Regions from separate parts of the Mus musculus genome. Here regions 1, 2 and 4 are each linked to region 3. Evidence: chromatin contacts called from public promoter capture Hi-C data. All regions are on one chromosome and are shown on one strand. Each heading gives the region's core, a stretch centred on a gene start, on an enhancer-like site or on the middle of the called end of the contact. The rest is flanking DNA. Distances are from core to core; before and after follow the strand shown.

Region 1 (3,334 bases), core at 106-2,605, 650 kb after region 3:
TGGTCTGAGCCAGCATTTCCATTTCCCTAACACACGTTGTTTTGCTGAAACCACTTCATCTCTCCCCTGCAACATGTGTCAAAGAATGTGTTAGAGAGCACCACCAAATAAATGCCTTTGCTATCCAAGGGTGCTATGGGGCCCTTTTCTTTTCTTTTCTTTTCTTTTCTTTTCTTTTCTTTTCTTTTCTTTTCTTTTCTTTTCTCTTCTCTTCTCTTCTCTTCTCTTCTTTCCTTTCCATTCCTTTTTTTTTTCTTCTTTTCTTTCTTCTTTTTGAGACAGGACCTTACAATGCAACCTCAGAACTTGCTATATAGACCAGACTGGTCTTGAATGCAGAGATCAACCTGCTTCTACATCTGAGTGCTGGGATTAAAGGAGTGGACCACCAGCCTCCACTTGGCAGTGTATGCCTTTAATCTCAGCATTTGGAAGCAGACGTAGGTAGATCTCCATGAGTTCTAGGCTAGTTTGATGTACATAATATATATGTTCCAGGACAGTCAGGACTATGTAGAGAGACCCTACAGAAACAAACAAACAAACAAACAAACAAACAAACAAGTGTGTCTGCCACCACACTGAGCTGCTCCAACCTCTTAGCTATTTAACTTTTAAAAATATTGTTTAATTTATGTACTTTTTTGTTGTACTCAAGTACTCTATCTGTGTGTATACCTGCATGCCAGAAGAGGGCATCAGACCCCTTTATAGATGGTTGTGAGCCACAATATGGGTACTAGGAATTGAATTCAGGACCTCTGGAAGAGCAGTCAGTGCTCTTAACTGCTGAGCCATCTCTCAAGTCCCTTAAGTATTTATTTTTTTTAAAAATGTATTTTATGTGTATGGGTGTTTTGCCTGTATATATGTTTGTGCACCATGCCTCTTTGGAGGTCAGAGGAAGCCATTAGATCCCCTGGAGTTGGGGTTACAGTTGGTTGTGATCCACTTTGTGGGTTCTAGGAATTGAACCTGGGTCCTCTGGAAGAGCACAAGTTGTAATTGCAGCACTCAGGAGACAGAGTTATCTTTGGTTGTAGTGAAATCAAGACCAGTCTCAAAATCAACAAACAAAAATATTTGGTCAACAGACACATGGTTTAACAGTGAGCGCTTGCAAGTTAGACAGGTAGAAGGCCTATCAGGACTAGACTGATAAGAGTCTGGAGCTGCAGTGTTTCAGAGGAACGAACGTCTCAGACAACCCGTGTCTGCGTTTGTCCTACCTTGTTGGTAAAAGGGGGTCCTCATGTTTGACAGGACAGAGAAAAGATGGAATGGGCTGTGAGGGAGCATAGTCCTCCCCACTGTGGACGGCCTTCAGGTTATAGTCCTTCTCCAGCCGGTGTCTGCCAACCCAACGCGCATGCGCTGCTTAGTGGGTAGCAGAATGCTAGATGGCTTTCTAGTCTGGGACTCTTTGTTCCCTGGTTGTTTTCGTTTTTTTGTAACTGCCTTGGCTGTCTTTTCCTTTACAAATCTGTGTCCTGGTTGTAGAGCTGGCTTGGGGCGAGCTGTCCATCTGGGTTTGTTTGATTGTAAAGCGCTGCCTTGTATTTAAAATTACCGTGGTCCGTGCTCAAGAGCAGACCCAAGGGTGCTGTTTCCTAGCCCAGAGATTACAAGAAGCCGCTCGGGTTTACCCCAGCACAGGAGGCAAGCGATCTGGGGAGTCATCTGGTGTTCTGAGATACTCTATTTGTCCTCAAGCTCCGGCAGATGAGGCCAGGAGCATCCGTGGGCTGCCAATCTTCTTTGCACACTGCAGATAACTTGCAGAGATCTTAGTTTGAAGCTATAACTTAGATAACACATATTTTTTTGGTGGCTTATGGATAGTCAAAAATAATGCTTGCAGTACTCCAACTTTGTGCCGATGTCCGTTGTCGGCCTAGGAAAGAAGGTGATTCTGTCCTTCTCTTTTTCTTTCTTTTTTTGTTTTTTCGAGACAGGGTTTCTCTGTGTAGCCCTGGCTGTCCTGGAACTCACTTTGTAGACCAGGCTGGCCTCGAACTCAGAAATCCGCCTGCCTCTGCCTCCCAAGTGCTGGGATTAAAGGCGTGCACCACCACTGCCCGGCCGATTCTATCCTTTTCAATGAAAGTAAATCTGTTCAACATAATAATTTTCAGGGTAAATGTTTCTGTTACTAATACTACCCACACATAAATACACACATACGCCACCACCACACACATATATCCCATATACACCACACACACACTCCACACATACTATATATACACATCATATATACATATATCACACATCCACACTCACATCCATACCTCCACCATACCACCTCTCTCTCTTTCTCTCTCTCTGTCTCTCTGTCTGTCTGTCTGTCTGTCTGTCTGTCTGTCTCTCTCTCTCACACACACACACCATACTTAACAACCTTTAGAAAGAACCCTAGAGTTATTAAATACTAATTATAATTCAGCCCTTTATACACATCACTGCATTTGACCCCAAGCAACCTTGAAATTGAAATTATCATTGGAGTTTAGCCAGTAAGAAAAAGAACTCAGCCACGTCACCATGGTTGGGTACCAGAAAGGGGGGGCTAAATCTAATTTTTCTGACTCTAGGGCTTTGGATTTTGTTTGCATGCTGTGATGCCCCCAGTGTTTTATGACTTAAAGATTTTCGAGTACGCTTTGGACCTCTTGCCTGGTTAGTGGCATGCATATGGCTCTCCGGGATGGCACAGTGCAGAGGCACTGCCTTGGCCTGGAGAGATGGCTCTGTAGGTCAATGCTCAGGGCTCAAGCATGAGGATCTGAGTTTGGAGCCCCACGGTCCAGGGAAATCTCTGTGTGCGCATGCAAATATTGGTAACCCAAGCCCTGCTGGGAAGGGCGGAGAGAGGAAGGTCCTGCAGCTCCCTGACCAGCCAGGTAGTGAGTACGAGGTTCGGTGAGGAAGCCTGTCTCAAAGACTAAGGTGGAGAGAATAGAGAAAGAACACATGAACCTCCGGTTTCCATAAGTAAGCACACAGGTACATAGCACAGATAACACACACATACAGATAACACACACACACACACACACACACACAAGGGGAGGGAAGAGAGAGTGGTGAGGGGAAGGGGTGGGAGAGAAGCACACCCCAAGAGAAAGATTAATTATTTAATTTTTAGATAGAACTGCAGAAATCAATTTCGGGAGATACTCAGTAAGAAATGAAAAATTGTCTTTTTTTTTTTTTTTTTTTTTACAACGGCAAGAGAATCTTTTTAAGAATCCAACTCAAAAAAACATTGGTGTCAGGGAAAGGTAGAGAGGGACAAGCGACACTGACTTTTCTCCAAGAGGGAAGTCACAGA
Region 2 (3,338 bases), core at 182-2,681, 540 kb before region 3:
ACTGGCTGTGTACACCAAGCTGACATCCAACACGACATACTCCTGCTTCAATCCCCAAGCACTGAGGTCACATGCTTGGTTACCATGAGAACTGCTTATTTAAGATTTGACTTTTCCCAGGGGCGTGGTGGCGCACACCGTTAATCCCAGTACTCCAGTCAGAGGCAGGTGAATTTCTAAGTTCAAGGCCAGCCTGGTCTACAGAGTGAGTTCCAGGGCAGCCTGGGCTACACAGAGAAACCCTATCTCGAAAAAACAAAACAAAACAAAAAAAAGATTTGACTTTTCATTATACACCTTCCATCACCTATGTGTGTGTGGCAGGGGTGGGTGGTCTATGCACAACAGTACAGGAGCCTGAAGTGAAGGATGGCCTCCTCTGGAATGACATGTAGTTGTTTGTGAGCCACTCCACATGGGTGCTGGCAACCAGCTCAGGGCCTTTGCAAAAGCCCTGCAGGCTCTAACCAATGAATCAAGACTCCAGCGTCCCCCACCCATAACTTTATAATATTAGCACTGCTTGGCTTTTCAAAAGTATCTTTTTATTAGCATATGCTAACTCTACATGATTTCGAGTTTCACTATGAATTTTCATATAAGCATGTAAACATATTTTTTTTAATACCAGTAATCCCATGTATAAAACTCTACCCACAGCCATATTCCCTGTCCTTTCTTTGGTCTCCATTCCCTAGTTACTGGGACCCCAGGCACTCACTACTGCTTCCAGGTTTTGGGGTCCTGAAGATGGATCCCAGGGCTGCATGCATGCTGGGCACAGACTGTACCCAATGAGTCACTGCCCTACCACAGGCCACTTTTCTACTGTGGCCTCACCTTAAAAGCAGAGAAATCCTCCCCCCACCCCCACCCCCCTCCTCCTTCATGGGGAAGGGAGTGACTTTCTCCCTGAACCCCCAAACTTTCCGCGATAAAGGAGCTCAGGGTCAGGGGCTTGGAGGTGTGCGATGGCTCCAAGGGGTTCCCCTATTCTCCATCCACTATCTCCCTGGGTCCTCCCCTAGCCGCTGTGTACCCTCAGTTTGCTGTTCTTCCCCGCAGATCTCCTCCAGGTCCTCCAGTGGAGGCAGCCTCCCTCTCGTCCCCGTCCCTCCCGTCCGCGACCCTCCCCTCAGGTCCTCGATGCTCCACCCCTGACCCCCAGTCTGCCAACCACCTTCGAGTCGGCCAGGCTTTCCCTTACCACGCTCGCACGCTCGGGTAAAAAGGTGAAAGTGACGGGCTGGCTCAAAGCTGTCTGGACACCTAGTCCGGAAAGTGCAGGCTCAGCTCCCTCCCGCCAACAGCGTAACCGCCGCAGCGTTTAGGGCGCGCGCATTTTCAAAGGCCGCGGCCCGCCGAGGGGCACTGGAGTTCTAACTAAAAGCAGTCAGAAGACTCGCTCCAGAAAATGCAGGAACAGCTCCCTCCCGCCAACACTCGCAGTAACCGCCGCGGTGTGTAAGAAGCACGCTTTTTCAAAGGTCCCGCCAGAAGACTACGGGGCGGCACTAGGGTCAAAACTCACGCGTTCGCACAGTCCTCCCAGGTTTACTGGAGTTTCCAGGTTTGATTTAGTCCTAAAAGAAGAAATCTTCCAGAGCGATGGCTAGAAAGACATAGCAAGTGTCAGACAGATGCTGGCGGAAAAACAAAATATATATCTGTTTTGAAGGCAAATTACCCAAATTACAAACACTGCTCAGAATATGCAACTAGGAAGTTTTATTGCAGATATATGTGTCCTTAAAACACTAATTAGAAATGTGTAGATTTTCATTATTTGAGGCTGAGAATAAATATAGAATATTTTGAAATTTTGCTAACTTAAAAAATTATTGCTGTGTTAGTGTGTTTGTGTGTGTGTGTGTTTCTGCTACCCACATGGGAAGATCAGAGGACAACTGCAGAAACTGGCTCCCTCCTTCCCTCCTTAGATTCCTGAGATCTAAATCAGAAGGCCAGGCTCTGGCAGCAAGCTCTTATCCTCATTGAGCCATCTCACTGGCCCAGTTTTGTTAATTCTTGGAATTACCACAGTCTACTTAACAAATATTTTCAGAGCACCTACTGGGTGTCAGGTATCTGCACTTGAGTGCCCACTGCATAACATAATCTACTGTGTTCTCTACAAGAAAAATGAATTAAGTTTAGGAGAACAGGAAGACATTCCCATACCTACTATGTGGCTCAGAGACCATGTGATACCTTAAAAAAGAAAACATACAATGTAATACAAGAAGCACCAAGAGGCCTCCTCAACAGGAACGCTCTGTGCCGCATTGTGACCTCTTCAAACGGTTAAAGAAATTCAACCAGTCTGAGGCCAGATAGATAGGGACATCTTCTTTATGAAGACAGAAGTACACACAGTGGCATGACACGTATGTATTCATGTGTTTATATACATTAACACACTCATTTGTCTACTGACATTATCTTGTAAGACCCCCGAAGCTGGGCCTCCGCTCAAGTCCCGGGATGAGCTGGCCAGCACCCCAGTGGCCCGAGAGAAAACCACACCTGATGCAAACTGCAAGAGGTTTTATTATCAGCTAGCTGAGGACAAAGTCCCTCTGCCATGTAGGGCAGGGGAGTTCGACCCTGAGTGGTGACAGTAGGGGGCTAGCTGAGGAATTGGGAGGAGTTGGGAAGAGTTGGGAGGAGTTGGGAGGAGAGTTGGCTACAGCTCCTTTTCTTTCTGGCGGGGGGGGGGGGGGGGGGGGGGGGGGGGGGGGGTGATGAGCTGCAGCCTCCTCTCCAGCGTCGTCTATCTCCATGTCCTTGTAGGTCTTCCTACAATTATCGCATCTCTGGCTGTAAGGCTCAAAAACAAAAAAGGCGTTTTGCTGGCTATAGAGAACAAAGAGCTTCTTTCTGGCTGCATTTTTAGAGATCAGGGAAAACAAGTTTGGGGAACGTCCAGGGGCCTTACCTTCCAGGTAGAAACGCTCTAAGTCGGGGTCTCACAATCTCATTGGCACTAATACCTATTTTATTTCTATGATTCAGTTTCTCAAATGTTTTCACTTACAAGTTCTCTCCTCTTTCTTTCTTTCTCTCTCCCTCTTTCTTCCTTCCTTCCTTCCTTTCTTTCTTTCTTTCTTTCTTTCTCTCTCTCTCCCTCCCTCCCTTCTTTTCTTTCTTCCTTCCTTCCTTTCTTTCTTTCTTTCTTTCTTTCTTTCTTTCTTTCTTTCTTTCTCTCTTTCTTTTTTAGTATGTAGCCCTGGCTGACCCAGAACCCGATATGTAGATCAGGCTGGGAAGAGCCCTCCAGAGTGCCCTCAGCTGCTGAGCCAACTTCCAGCACCGAGATTTCTTTTCTAAGTGCGGGA
Region 3 (2,969 bases), core at 251-2,750:
AAGAAGGCTCCTGCAAGCACATTTCCAGTGCCTTAGTAATGGGGATCTAGCACTACATAAAGCTATGACAAAGTTTCTCCTCCACCCCCATATACCACCTGCCTCTTCATTTACTCTCATCAAGAGACACCACTGGGTCCCTGGGGCATGCTGATTTGCCTGGAATGGCCCTAAGAATCAACATTATTGTCCTGAAAATGTTGCTGCACAAGTGCCAATAAGGAAAGTGGAAATTGCTATTTCAGATTTTGTTTATCACGCTGGCCTATCAAATTCTGTCAATTCTGATGTGAGACTGACCTGAGCACAAGACTTTTCAGCATTCACTAAATTACCTGAGAACCTTTTAAAAATTATATCTGACTCTGTCTCTTGTTATCTGTCTCTCTGTACACCTATGGGCCAGAGGTCAACTACAGGTGTGTTAGTCAGTTGCTCTCCACCTAGTTTTTTGAGACAAATCTTTCACTGGCCTGGGGATTCACCAAATGGGCTAGGCTGAGTGACTAGCTAGCCCCAGGACCCACCCTGGCTCCACCTCCCCAGCACTGGGACCACAAGTGCCTGCTATTAGGACTGATTTTGTTGTTGTTATTTTGTTGTTGTTGTTGTTTTGTGGGTTCTGGGGATGTAACTCAGGTTCTTCCGCTTGTATAGCAAATGTTTTACCAACAGAACTGTATCTTCAGCCCATATGTTCTCACCGTAGCCATTTATAAACATAAGGGTCAGTAGTGTCAAGTACAATCACTTGCAACAGGGCCAACGTTGCTGTATGTCCTGTGAGCTACCAAGAGAACCAAATGAAGCCATGGACTCTAAGTTGAAGATGGACAAAAAGAAAGATAGGTAAAACCCTGTAACAAAGAGAAACGCAATCACGATTAATTGAATACAGGCTCTTCCATTAAAATGCTGTGTGACTAAGTAAGACATCCAACCTTTCTGAGAGTTCTTCTCCCTGTTGGGAAAAAATAAAATTGTGTTTAGATGACCTCTAAAGAAATCTTTCAGCTCCTCAAGCCGTGCATATAGCAAAGGGAGTGGGGAGCCCTCTAAGCGGAAGATGAGGCATGTCACCAGCGAGCACAAGCTCCGTCTGTTTATAGTAAGGTCTCGGTGGAGAGGACGCGAAGTGTGCACCTGCTTCGCCGGTCAGAGTGCAGCGTTGCAACAGACCGGGTGTCCCTTGCTACCTGTGCGCGGCACTACCCTTCACCGTGAGTCCCCGAGGTCCGAGGTTGGCACACTGGCTTCCGCACTGGACCCGCACTGAGAACTTGGCTCAGGCGGACTTTGCAAGAAGGACTGGGCACATGTTGGATGAATGCCTCCAGCGCTGGGAACCACCAAACCGACGCGCGGCGCTCAAGACGTCACTATCACCTAGGACGCCAGGCTGAGAACAACGAAGCCGGTCAGCGCTGCACAGCCAGGAGCTGGATAGGAGGCTGACCGTAGCGCGCATGCGCGGCACGTGCGCGCGCACCTCCCTCCCCGGGCCGCGCGCCTCGACGCTCGCGAAGGCTCGGCGCGCCTGCGGTCCTCGGCCGCTCGGGGAACCTGAGGGACGCGCGGCTGCCTGCGGGGCCAGCGGCGCTGCCCGGGAGAGCCCGGAGGCCGGCGGTGAGGTGAGTCGTGCGGCCGACGTTTCCTCCGGGGCCGGGAGGGCGGGAGAGGAGCGTTGCGTGTGGAGAGCGCCGAGGCGCCTGCCCCAGCCCAGCCGCCCCTCGTCAGGCGGCGCTCGCTGCTCGCGTCGCGGCCGAACAAAAGCCCGAGGCCGGCGCTGCCGAGGCGGGCGCGGAGCTGCGGCTGGCGAGCGGCCCGGCCGGAGCCGGGTCGGAGTGGGCGGCGCGGAGTTCGGGGCCGCGGCCGCTCTAAGCGAGGATGCCCTGGGAAAGCGGCGGGGCCGGTACGTCCCGCCCGCGCCGGGCAACCTGTGCGAGTGTGGACGCGGCGGGTCCCCGCGCCGGTCGCCTGCGGGGAGCGAGGCCGGGCCCAGCCGGTTTCTGCGCTCGGCGCCGCGGGGGCGTGGGCGGGAGGACGATGCGCCGAGCTCCGGCGCCGCTGCTTCCCTGCAGCCCCCGGCCGACCCCTGACACCCAGCGCCCAAAAGTTGTCCCTTGCTGCCCATCAGTTTGCAAAGTCGGAGGCTCCCAGCGCCGCGCGCTCCCCAGGTACCCCCGCGGTGGGGACTCGGGGTCGGCAGATTTGCCCTGGGATGCGGCGTGAATTCCTAGCCTCTGGAATAAAGGCACTGAGATGCGGGTAACGTTAAGGTTGTAAACATCCCATAGGCTTTTCGCATCTTGGGACTCTTGGAGGTAGGGACTTCCTCAAGGGAAGAGGAGAGGGCTTTTTCATTTTTCTTTTCTCCTCCCTTTTCCTATTCTTTCCCTCTTGTGGGTAGAAAAAGAACAAAAGCACATGCCATTAATTAGGCAGAAGAGACTTAAAGTTGAAAAACGTCTCGAGAGGTCTGGGTTTTCGCCCAATGATAGAATCACAATTTTTAGCTCCCTTCTGAATTTCTCAGACTGCCGAACAGACGCACCAGCTTAAATCTCACGGTGGGAAAGTCCTTCAGTACATCCAGAATGTTTGTTGATGGGAATTGGGTTGCTTTGCAAAACCAGTACATGAGAGCAGGGAAACAAAGACCAGCTGGGCTTAAGGATGCCACCTCCCTTCTCAGCCTGCTTTGGTCCTCGGTGGTCTACTGGGCATAATGGGCTAGAAGAGGACTAGATAAATCTAGTTGTGTATTAAGAAGCGGGTACTCAAGTTGTGCATGATAATGGCTCATGCCTGTAATTTGAGTAATCGGAAACTAAAGCAAGAGAATCTCCGAAAGTTACAGGCCAGAATAGGCTGTGTAGTGGACCACTTTCTCAAAAAGAAAGGAGGCGATAAGACCTTACATTCTCTCTCTACCTTTAAACAAATCAGTGTCGTCGTCGTCGTCCCCC
Region 4 (2,976 bases), core at 385-2,884, 860 kb before region 3:
CCAATGACCAGAAGACCTCCCTTGGGCCTTCAACTCTTCAAAGTTTGGCTCTCTCATAACAGTGCCATTGGTTGGGGGTCAAATCTTTAGAGAAGATTTAACCAAGTCATAGGCTCTTGGAAGGAGCCGTTGTTGAAGGTGAGACCAAAGCAGAGTTCAGCCTTAGTCTGGAGCCTTGGAGGACCATTTCATGGCCAAGCAAAGTTGTTGGATGTGCAAATCTGGAACTCAAAGGAAAGTCTGTCAAATCAGAGACTTATTTAAGAGTTTGTATACAAGCTTATATATGCAGCTGAGGTTAACACTGAGTGCTTGAGCCTTCTACCTCTGCATCTGGAATGCTGGAATTACAGGCAGACGGGACCATACCCAGCTCACGTTCTCTCTCGTTCTGTCTTCAGGCCCAGGACCATCTCCTTCCTTCCTTCCTTCCTTCCTTCCTTCCTTCCTTCCTTCCTTCCTCCCTCCCTCCCTCCCTCCCTCCCTCCCTCCCTCCCTCCCTCCCTCCCTCTCTCTCTCTCTCTCTTTCTTTCTTTCTTTCTTTCTTTTTTTTTTCTTCAGTTTTTCAAGACAGGGTTTCTCTATATGGCCCTGGCTGTCCTGGAACTCACTTTGTGGCCTCGAACTCAGAAATCTGCCTGCCTCTGCCTCCCAAGTGCACCACCATGCCCAGCTATCTCGTTTATTTCTTAAACACTCCATCCACTACAGGCACTCTCAAAAGACCCTTTCTGTTCTCAGGGCAACACCCCCACATTTTCAGCCACTTTCCATTTCTTAGGTGTGAATCTCAGAAAACACAAACTGCCCCAGACAAGACTTGAGGCAAGAAGAGGAAGTGTCTGAAAGACTCACAAAAATTAACCCACAGTAGGGCCATTTCCCACCACCTAACACGCAGCAACCAGAGCAAAGGAAGAAGCCAATTCCCGGTTTCAGTAAGGGAGGCAGTCTTTCACAACAGCCTTGGACTAAACGGTGGATTTGTTAATTAACTCATTAGTAGAGGAGGTTTCTCTTTTTTCTCTTAACTAGGGAGAGCACTGGGCCAAGGGGCAGGAAGGTTCCAGAAACCTCCAAGAAGCCCAGCTCACTTTTAAACAATACAGTGTAGAAAAAGGAAACAGACTCGATTAATTTCTTTTAATCCTCAAGAGAAAAAGTATTCTGGGTTAGCACACCAAGACAGGAGGCTGTCTTGCATTCCAGAAACACTGCTAGAAGAAGCAGGCAGATGTGAGGGGGTTGCAAAGATGTGGACCACATTTAGAGAAGAGGGTCCACAGATCCCAACATACATGGGATATGCCAATCAAGACCAAATACTGAAGGAGAAAATGTTTAGAATATTCCGTCTCCTCCAACCTGCCTCCTCAAGACCCCTCTCTCCCCATACCAAGCCTGTTTCCAAACGGTCAAAGTCTGAGAATTGGGGAGCCTTGGCAGGGTTTCTAGTCCTTAGGCTAAGGAGGAAAAAGTGGCCAAGACCAGGATTGACACTTGGGTGGGACATCCAGCAAGAAGCTCCGGGCTAGGCAGCTGATCAGTAGGCAGGGCAGTGTCAGTACTGGGCGGGGCGGGGCGGGGCGGGGCGGGGCGAGGGGCGGTGCTGAGATTGGCACGACCCTAATCTTAGGTTCCCACAGCCAGCCTCCCCACTCTAGGCCACAGCCTTCCAGCTTCGTGTCTGTGTCAGCTTGACGCTGCAGCCCGGGCCGCCATGGCGCTGCGTGTAGCCGCGTTCGACCTTGACGGAGTGCTGGCCCTCCCCTCTATCGCCGGGGCTTTCCGCCGCAGCGAAGAGGCCCTGGCACTGCCTAGGTAAGGGGAGCCGCGCTGGGTCAGTGTCCCGCCTGGTGCCCTGTCCATACGTCCAGCCCAGGTTTCAAATTGCTTTCCAGGTGAGCCTGGGCAAGATCAAAATCATTACCTGGTGTTAAAATGCCAGCGTGCACGAGTAGATCTATTGCCCTTCTAAATGCTAAGTAATTAAAACTTGCTTTAAAAAAAAACTCCTTCATGAAAAGAGGCGTTATTACCATTTGCTGCCGGATTAATGCTACTGAACTGGGTCTTTAAAATACCCGCCGCGATTTACAAGAAAGTTCAGTCCTAGGCCAGCGTTATAGGAGAACTAGTGCAAGAGCAGGTTACAGAAATGTCCCACAGCCCAGGGAAACGGGAACCTGGGAGGCAGTCACTAATATCAGAAAGTAGTAGCTCTGATTCAGACCGAGGAGGGAGGAAGCAGGAAACAGTAGAAAATGTCTGGAATAAATATATCAAAATATCCAGACATGGGACTGGAGAGACGACTAAAGTTAAGAAAGTGCTCTTTCGAGCCACCATGTGGTTTCTGGGATTTGAACTCAGGACCTTTGGAAGAGCAGGGCAATAGTGGCACACGCCTTTAATCCCAGCACTTGGGAGGCAGAGGCAGGCGAATTTCTAAGTTTGAGGCCAGCTTGGTCTACAGAGTGAGTTCCAGGACAGCCAGGGCTACACAGAGAAACCCTGTCTCGAAAAAAAAAAAAAAAGCAAAACACAAAAACAAACAAGAAAGAAAGAAAGAGAAAGAAAGAAAGAAAGAAAGAAAGAAAGAAAGAAAGAAAGAAAGAAAGAAAGAAAGGTGTTCTTGCTGAACTTTTGAGGCCCAGCAACCAAGTCAGGCGGCTCCGGCGGATCTGACTCCCCCTTCTGACGTCTTATGATACCTGTATGCACAGATGCACACACAAACACATAATTTAAGGCCATTGTTTAAGACAGGGTTTCTCTGTGTAGCCCTAGCTGTCCTGGGACTAGCTTTATAGAGCAGTCTAGCCTCGAACTCAAAAGAGCCGCTTGTCTTTGCCTTCTAAGTGCTGAGACTAAAGGCACCCCCACCACCCAGCTACATGTAATTTAAGAAGTAATAACAATAATTTTTTAAAGATCCAGACATCATTCATTGTATCTGAGTTCATGTATAATTTT

Evidence for each region. Promoter capture Hi-C pulls out the DNA fragments that hold promoters and counts their contacts.
Region 1: a contact with region 3 is called in a promoter capture Hi-C map of hippocampal neurons, with 2.8 times the contacts expected there. The contact joins the enhancer-like site here to the promoter of Fzd3 in region 3. A contact is called at or near these places in 8 of 39 promoter capture datasets (the 3T3-L1 cell line, the HPC-7 cell line, HPC-7-derived erythroid cells and 4 more), 9 of 484 Hi-C or Micro-C datasets (B cells, cortical neurons, embryonic stem cells and 1 more) and 1 of 115 datasets of contacts at active chromatin or transcription factors (embryonic stem cells).
Region 2: a contact with region 3 is called in a promoter capture Hi-C map of liver, with 2.2 times the contacts expected there. The contact joins the promoter of Pbk here to the promoter of Fzd3 in region 3. A contact is called at or near these places in 4 of 39 promoter capture datasets (embryonic stem cells, liver and pre-B cells) and 1 of 115 datasets of contacts at active chromatin or transcription factors (astrocytes).
Region 4: a promoter capture Hi-C map of hippocampal neurons shows a contact between it and region 3, with 2.6 times the contacts expected there. The contact joins the promoter of Ephx2 here to the promoter of Fzd3 in region 3.

The regions. Positions count from the first base shown.
Region 1 is chr14:64,614,497-64,617,830 of GRCm38.p6, reverse strand. No RefSeq gene overlaps it. Among named protein-coding and RNA genes, the nearest start is that of Gm36924, 8.4 kb to the left of the region's middle. Within about 2 kb of position 1,355, at least 3 of the 459 cell types and tissues checked have an H3K27ac peak or open chromatin away from gene starts, as enhancers often do. A contact at or near this core is called in hippocampal neurons, where this site is marked.
Region 2 is chr14:65,804,004-65,807,341 of GRCm38.p6, reverse strand. It overlaps Pbk (PDZ binding kinase), which reads right to left and starts at 1,431. Exons shown (of 8, transcript NM_023209.2): 1 at 1,208-1,431.
Region 3 is chr14:65,260,994-65,263,962 of GRCm38.p6, reverse strand. It overlaps Fzd3 (frizzled class receptor 3), which reads left to right and starts at 1,500. Exons shown (of 7, transcript NM_021458.2): 1 at 1,500-1,631.
Region 4 is chr14:66,123,180-66,126,155 of GRCm38.p6, reverse strand. Ephx2 (epoxide hydrolase 2, cytoplasmic) reads left to right here and starts at 1,634. Exons shown (of 19, transcript NM_007940.4): 1 at 1,634-1,821. The coding sequence starts at 1,721.